Regions from separate parts of the Mus musculus genome. Here region 2 is linked to region 1. The links are chromatin contacts, called in public Hi-C maps. All regions are on one chromosome and are shown on one strand. Each heading gives the region's core, a stretch centred on a gene start, on an enhancer-like site or on the middle of the called end of the contact. The rest is flanking DNA. Distances are from core to core; before and after follow the strand shown. Region 1 has its middle 310 kb from the start of Gm15521. Region 2 holds the start of Snx19 (sorting nexin 19).

Evidence for each region. Hi-C and Micro-C count contacts between places; a contact is called where the count stands out from the background.
Region 2: a Hi-C map of cortical neurons shows a contact between it and region 1, with 2.5 times the contacts expected there. The contact joins the promoter of Snx19 here to the enhancer-like site in region 1. A contact is called at or near these places in 1 of 39 promoter capture datasets (hippocampal neurons), 1 of 484 Hi-C or Micro-C datasets (cortical neurons) and 3 of 115 datasets of contacts at active chromatin or transcription factors (embryonic limb bud and embryonic stem cells).

What each region holds. Positions count from the first base shown.
Region 1 is chr9:29,940,839-29,944,824 of GRCm38.p6, reverse strand. It overlaps a transcript of Ntm not described here. Among named protein-coding and RNA genes, the nearest start is that of Gm15521, 310 kb to the right of the region's middle. Within about 2 kb of position 2,459, at least 19 of the 459 cell types and tissues checked have an H3K27ac peak or open chromatin away from gene starts, as enhancers often do. A contact at or near this core is called in cortical neurons, where this site is marked.
Region 2 is chr9:30,425,178-30,428,949 of GRCm38.p6, reverse strand. Snx19 (sorting nexin 19) reads right to left here and starts at 1,621. Exons shown (of 11, transcript NM_028874.2): 1 at 1-1,621. The coding sequence starts at 1,382. Gm30933 (predicted gene, 30933) reads left to right here and starts at 1,972. Exons shown (of 3, transcript NR_169179.1): 1 at 1,972-2,083.

The DNA.
Region 1 (3,986 bases), core at 1,210-3,709:
AACCATAGCAGGGGGAGTTCAATTTCCTTCAAATGTATCTACCATTGGAAAAAGCCGCTAAGTATTAGAACAAAGGAAGCCGCTAGCATTGCTATATTTAACAAAAACAAACCCAGGGTGCTGATCAATTTAAATTCCAGATAAGAATTATACCAGCTGGGCAGTGGTTACACATGCACACCTTTAGTCCCAGCACTTGAGAGGCAGAGGCAGAGGCAGGCAGATCTCTGAGTTTGAAGCTAGCTTGGTCTATGTAGTGAGTTTTAGGATAGCCAGAGGTACACAGAGAAATTCTGTCTCAAAAAATTATGAAAAGTATTTAAGTTTTAAATTTTAAATTTAAATTAGACATCTTTTTTTTTTTAAGAGGAGGCTTATCTTTGATGTATAAACAGTATCCCTTTTGGAATTTAACAGTAGAAATGAGTTTTAGCAATTAATGTATTCATGTTAAATGAGGAGTTGTAAGACTTGGAAGAAAAGGGATGTTATTTGCTATAATTTCCTATTCATTGTGTTATTTGTAATATCTATATTTGGAAAGGCAGAGAGCAAGAGCCAGAGAGAGGACTACACTATTAATCAGAAAGGTTTTTTTTTTTTCCCCTTTCCTCAGTTCGAATGACAGAAGAGCTAATAAGCCCTTAGACTGATGCCAGGACTCCTCAATGGAAGGATGAAGCACCCTTCCTGGGTGATGGAGCTCACTTCCTGGATCTGGCACCTGGGCAGGTTTCACATAGCCCACAATGTACTTAGCCATGGTGACAGGCTGGTAGGGGAGTTTCTGTAGCTAACAGCTGCATCCTGGCAGAAGAATGTGAATGATAAGCTTTTAAAAAGGAATTAGCCAAAGCTGAGAATACTGGCCCAGCTTCAGGGAAGTGGAGAGTGTGAGGCAGGAGAAACTTCCGGGTTTGATTCGCCAGTGGTGCCAGGTCTCCTGCGAGCCTCCGTACTTCTCATTGTCCTTGCCAGACTTCCAGCCTTGATGTGCTCTCCTGCCCAGGCTTCCAGAGTCCCAGGGATAACATGTAAAATTATTCCCTTTCTTCCCCACTTCCTGATCCGCTTGTGCGTATGTAAATGACTGGAAAAGCAGTTTGGGGCTTATTTCTGAAGCTTAAGAGCTTCGTGAGAAGCCTATTATTGAAAAATCAGAAACTGAAAAGCAACTTCTTAGACAATGAATTAGCAGCTCAGTGGCGGTGTGTAATGCTGAGTGCGCTGTAACTGGCTGCATTACAAGTAGGATCTCCCCTGGGTTTCAGTAATCAAACACGTGGCAACAGGTTGTCTGTTTCAACAGAGAGTGAGTAATCAAAGGAGATTTGCAGTTAATCCAAATATAACAGAGAAGCATCCCAGGGAAGCCCCGGAAACGGGGAAGCCAGCAGGAGGGAGAGGGGTACACCAGGGCGCCCTGATTTGGAGCTCCACCCTGTGCGAGAGCTTGGGAGCAAAAGGTTGATCCGTCTGCACACCTGAATAATCAGCCACCCAAAGGACGACGGGAAAAGAGGCTCAGCTTTCTGTGGCAGCAAAACACAGATAAAATTATCTTCGGCGTTTGGCCCCTCAGCAAACGATGGAAAAGTTTAGAGGGAATTAACTAGCATTCAGAGATTTGCTTCAGGCTTCCGAGGCCTCTACTGGATTGAAGTTGGGGTGGGAAGTCTTGCTTTGACTAGGAGGGCTTAGAATAGTGAGGTTCTAGAAGGATGTGTTCTCCAGCGCTCGAAAGAGATGGGTGAGTTCGGATGTGTGGCTCTGGGTTTCCTAAAGTGTGGTACCCAGTAGGCAACATCAGGACTACAGTGTCTTGGGGGGTCTGGGGAGCTACTGCAGTCCTCTTGTCTATGCAATGCAGGTATTAGAACTCCCTAATGCTCTGCATGGAGATGTTAATACCTTCAGGCGGCTGGAGGACAGTTGGAGTTTGCAGAACCTTGGCTGATGAGATTATCTGGAAGCCAGAGACAACAGGTGGAGCTTAGGGTCCTTGTGTGTGACTGTCACATACTGTCACAACTGCCTGTAGGGCCAGACTGAGATCCAGAGGACACATAGGTGCTGATCCACCCTGTGGTATCTTCCTAACCACATGCGGCATTGGGGTGGGGGTGGGGGAACAGAATAGTTATTACCCATGTGCTAGCACTGTGTGCCAGGAGCTGGTAAATGTTTTATGTGTGATATTTTATTTAATCCTTCTCGAAACCTTGGAAGGTACATATTGTAGAAATTATTTCATTGCTGTGAAAATTTTGTCCAGAAAAGGTCAAACCACTGGGGTCTTTCTAAAGCCTATGCTGTTTTTGCTACCCTACATAGCCTCCCTGACAGATGCACTCTCTGTCCCTGGGATGCCTTGGCACAGCCTCCCTGCCACATGTGCTCCCCGTCCCCAGGATGCCTTGGGTGCCGCAAAGCGACTAGCAGCCTGGCAGGGGCCCAGCCTTGTACTGCCAGCCCTCCCCCACACCACCCGACTCCTCGCTTCATGTTAATTTCCCACCTGAGTACTGAGTACTTTATAAATAGCAAATCTAAAATGAATTTTCTACCAGCGATCATTAGCTCCCTTGACATCCATTAAACATTCTCGCAAGCAGAGCGGGGTGACAAAAGGGATTGATTTTTTACAGTATGCTTAATAGGGGAAAAGAAAGAAAGGTGTTGACAAGTCCTTTTTTTTTTTCTCCTGTCCTGATATCACGAGGAATTTGAAATCAGTCAAATGACTTTTATCTAGAAGAAGAAGAAGAAGAAGAAGAAGAAGAAGAAGAAGAAGAAGAAGAAGAAGAAGAAGAAGAAGAAGAAGAAGAAGAAGAAGGAGGAGGAGAATGGGAGGACTGACTAGGGGTGGCGGTTAGGATAGTGACACAGAGGAGTGTCCCCACACCCTGCTCAGCTCATTCTATATCCCTGACAGGTAAACATAAAATTAGTTACCTAGTGCCAGCCACCGAGATGAATATGTCAGATTTAATGCTTCAAAATTTATAGGGTCCTAGCTAGGGGAGGGAGTGGAGGAGACCCTGGGGGAGGAAAGAATGTGGTATTGGAGTGGAAGGAAAAATAACCAATCTTCTCCAGAAGCCACTGGAAACACAGATGTGTTGATGCAGCTGAAGTCCAAGGAGGCGAGCATGTGAGGTGCCATGGCTGGGAATTTAACTTTGATTTCAATTTTCATATTTGTCAGCAATAATTAGATTCAAGAACTGTTTTGCCACTGTTCCAAAATACTAATAAGTAAAGGCCTTTGTAGTGTTGTTTATGGAGTCTCTCTTTTATTTTTTCTTTTCCTAGTGGTTTAGGAAAATCCCATTAAATAGAAAAGTCATACCATATCACAGTGCTTTGTCATGCACCGAATCTGCTGTTTCTGCTGCTGCTGCTGGAATAGCCCAAGGACCAGGGCCCTCTGTGTAACCACTGGGCCCCTCGATAGAAAGGCATTTGGGACTTCCACAGCCTCAGCTATCTGTCATTTCTGGCCTGCATCGGACATTTTCGATTATTGTGGGGATAAGGAAAGGGGATCCAAATATTCATTGAGGTATGGTATCCCAGGAGTGGGGTGAACTTCAGTCTATATGACCCTCAGAGTAATTCACAAAGAGGGGAGGACACTGATAAGCCAGCAGGGATCTGAAATCTGGTTCCTTTCCCTCATCAGACAGTCTTTATTAATTCCAAGCTGGTAAGGTTGATTCTGGGCATTTAACACATTCTCCATCAGTTCCCATCGATGATTCCAACTGGAGGAAAGTACAGTCGTCCATGTGGGAGACTAGGTGTGGGCGGTATGACAAAGAAGTCCCAGCCCTCAACTGTGAGATCTTCCTCCCAATTCTTCCACAACCCTGGAAGCCTAGAAAGCTAACGACTCAGAGATCAGGAGATCAGCATTGGAGGAAAAATAACAAGGGCTACTATTTTAAGCAACTTTTCCTTGGTGTGTCTATGCCTTTTTGATA
Region 2 (3,772 bases), core at 372-2,871, 480 kb before region 1:
TCCTTGTCTGCTGTGTCAATCTGGATCTCTGGGCAATTAAGCACGGAGACCAGCATGCCTGTCTCTGTGTCTGTCCCTGGGGCCTCCTCGGCCTCTGCTCCTTCCATACATTCAGATCCCTCGCCATCCTTAGGCTCCAGAGCCCCGGAGTCGTCTAGGGCACACAGAGCATCTTGAATCCTGTCAGAAAGGAAGTTGCCTGGGGTCATTAGCAGGATGGTTTCTTTGCTCAGTTCAGACAGTGGTGACTCCAGTTCTGAGTCTTCACATAAGAACAAGGGGCCTCGGATATCTGGCTGTAGAAAATGGGATGAGCTATTTCCTACTTTTTTTTCTTCGAGCATCCCAGGCAAATCTCCCTCTACAGCTTCATGGCCTTCTTCAATCTCTGGGGAAGGGGCTGGCTCACTGGAGGTCAAGTGTACTGGGGCTGTTGCTGGAGAAGATGCTTTTCCTACTGGCAGACTCTCTACTTCAACAATCAATGGCAGAGATGTGGGCACCGAGGGCTGCTCTAGGACACTGGATGAGCAGGGGGGTTTAGTTCCCTGTGCTGCATCATGTCTGTACTTGGAAAAGATACTCACAAGAATAAGGTGGATCCAGTCAGGATCTGATAGCTTGCTGATCAGTGGTAAGATGACATTGCAAGTAATAACTTCAACCACAACGTGGCGTCCAGTCCTCGTCTCCAGGTGGGGCTTGGGCACTAACTCTTTTAGTATCAAGTTCACAATGCCACGTGCATAAGTGACCTCCGTGGTGGGACAGCTCATGGCAGGATGGGGAGCTGTAACCTGGCAGTAAGCATCCCACAGCTGGGAGGGCTGAACTGGACAGCTCTGCTCCTTTGCAGTAGCCTCCTTTGCCTGAATATAGCTCTGCAGGTGACAACCACAGAGAGTCAGAACCCTCTGGGTAAGAGCATGGCTGTCCACTATGCTCATCCGCCTTCGAAGCTCCTGAACCAACCCTTTCATGGCTGCCTCCATCTCTGCCTCGAAGGCCGGCTCATGGCTCACAGAACGATACCAGGATAACACGAAGTCTCGGATAATCATCTGGATAGTGCGGTTAATCTCCTGTTCCAGCTGCCTTTCTGCCTCGGGACATGGAGGACAGGTGGTGATGGTAATGAATCGTTCCAGGTGCAATTGACCTGAAGCCCCTAGGATGGCAGTGGAGCCCAGCCATCCTCCCAGCGCTACCAGCGATGCACATAGAAGGATCAGAAGCCACATGTTGACCAGAAGGTGGATGACCAGTAGCCAGCCCACCAAGACCCCCACGATCATTAGCTTCCGGCTACTCCATAGATTGCTGTGGACATAACTGGACTCGGAGATAGTCCCCTGGGTAGGGGACACTGTTTGTGCCTTCATGGTTGAAAGGACAGGTATGTTTCCACAGATGACAGCCTCCGATTTTATTTTGGTGTCAGGAGTGGGAGCATGAACTGTCACCGAAGAGAACAAGTCCAGCTGCTACTGAGTGAACTCTGGACCTTCGATACTACTGGCACTGCAGAGCGACAGAAAAAGCTCTGCTTCTCCCGCTCGCTTCTGTCGACAGGGCCCATCAACTAGCCTGTTCCAGCCGAGATGAGGAAAACTTTGCCGGCCTCCATCATGGCCCAGGCGGAGAGTCTCTTCGCAGCCCCGCGCGGCCCACGGACACTTACGAACTCCGAAGCAGCAGCCGGCAGATCGGGTCACACGTCGCTGGGGGACCCGTGCTCAGACTGCGCCCCTGGGAACGAACTCTTGGGGGGGTGGGGATCCTTCCGACCGCCGCGGCCAGCAGCCACAACAAGCTCCGGCCGCCCAGGCCACTACACTCCGCAACTCCAAAGTGGACAGAGCAGCGGGCCGGCTAGCAGCCGGCGACAGCTTCCGGGTCGCGGCCTGCGGGAGCGGGGTACGCTGGGAGAGCGGCCTGGTGGATCGGAGCCACGGACGCCCCCTGGTGGTGAGGAGCGGTGGTGACGGTGGGCGTACACACCGCTCTGCTAAGCTGAGAACCCAGAGCCCGTGCTCACCTGGGCCAAAACGGATACTCGCCCAGGCTCTTTAAAGTGCTGTTTGTAAATATCTCTAGAGGTTTAGGGAAACTTTCCGTAATGAGCTTTGTTTTAATTCCCTTGGAGACGTACTGTTGGGAGCTAGATTGATGAGGGATTTTAAAAATTCTCCTTGCTTCTTCCAGAACGCCCCACCTCTACCCCCACTCCACCCCCCCCCCCGACCCCCCTCCCAACTCTACTCAATTCACAGTCCACCTCTTTTGTTTTCCGGAGTAGTCAAAGGTAAGTATTAAGATGTGGGGCAGGTTTCTAGAGAGTATTTCCTATGTTTAGTCACTGGCTTGAAGAGTGGGTCCTTGTAGCCCTTGAAGCTAATTGGGGGAATGAGTTTATTTGACGTAAATCAGCTTTCAGTAAAGCGAGTCCCTATAAGATATAGTGAATTGCAAAATCTTAAGTACGTTCTGGAATGATTTTAGTGAATCGCAATGGTTAAAGGGAACCCATTAAGAAGATAGCCTTCGTGCTGAATCTTGAAGACTTTTCTGCCTGTCGGCTTCCTTTTCTTCCCATGTGCATAGGCATGCAAGGCAGAGGAAGAGACGTCTTGTTTTTAGTTTACCCTCTAACACATTTGCCCCTGTCTGTGTTCTGCTTTGAACACATCTGCCAGTTGTCAACTCAAAAAGAGTGACCTACAAAGAAAGTCAGTATCTGAAAGTGGCACTGGCTATGTGTAGAAGCATTGATGTCTTCTTTGTGTGAAGCCTCCACCTTGGTCCTTCTGGACTCTGCAGTGTGGCTCTCCTTTCCATTTGGACACAGATGAATGCCATCGCTCTTTACCAGTCTGTCCTCTGCTGTAGCCTTGAAGGATTTAGGCAAATTCACCAAATAAAACAAAACAACCCAACAACAACAACAACAAAACAAAGCAACAAAAAGCAAAAACTAAAACAAAACAACCCCCAACCCGCAAAAAAAAAAAAAAAAAACCAAGCAAAATAAAACAACCCTGTACCAGAGAGATCTTACAGCTTCCTTTTCTGTCTCCACTGCTGGTGTCAAGGTAATAACTTTATTTGAATACAAAGGAAACCATCATCTACAATTGGATGTGGTTGACAACTAACAGCCTCAAAGGCCAACAATATAGTTTAGGATCAAAGTGTTTCTAGGCAGGCAAGGTGATCTCTGGAGTTACAAAGCACTAATTCATGTTGCCAGGGTGAACATCCTTTCACTGTATCCTCCTCCCAACTGAAAGGAATGTGAGACCTGCAGACTGCCTGTCTTGTCCTCCCAAACTATCCTGTTGTTCCGGGAACAGTTACCTGACAGTAATGCTCTAGAGAAGTAAATATCCCTGCTGCCCACGCAAGAGTCACAGCAGAGACTTAAATGGCGGAGAACTAATGGTACCACTTAGGACTTCGCTTCTGCAGCTCAGAGAAAAACCTCCCATGCATCATGAGACCGAAAGTGCAGGGTAGCAACGAACTGACCTTGTCAGTGGGCGTTGTGCCACCTGAGCAGATGGTCTGAAGCTCTGAGGTAGCCAAGAGTGTCTTCCTGATTCTGCAGCACAGTTGATGGACATGCCAATGCACTTGTCATCTGGATGGCTATGAGCTTCTGCCTGGGGATTTAGGACAGATCTTAGGATCCAAACAGATTAATCATTGGGAGGAGGTGAGAGCCCTGCCTGATAGAGAATGGTGTGGGCCTGTGGTGGGGGAGGCTGACCGG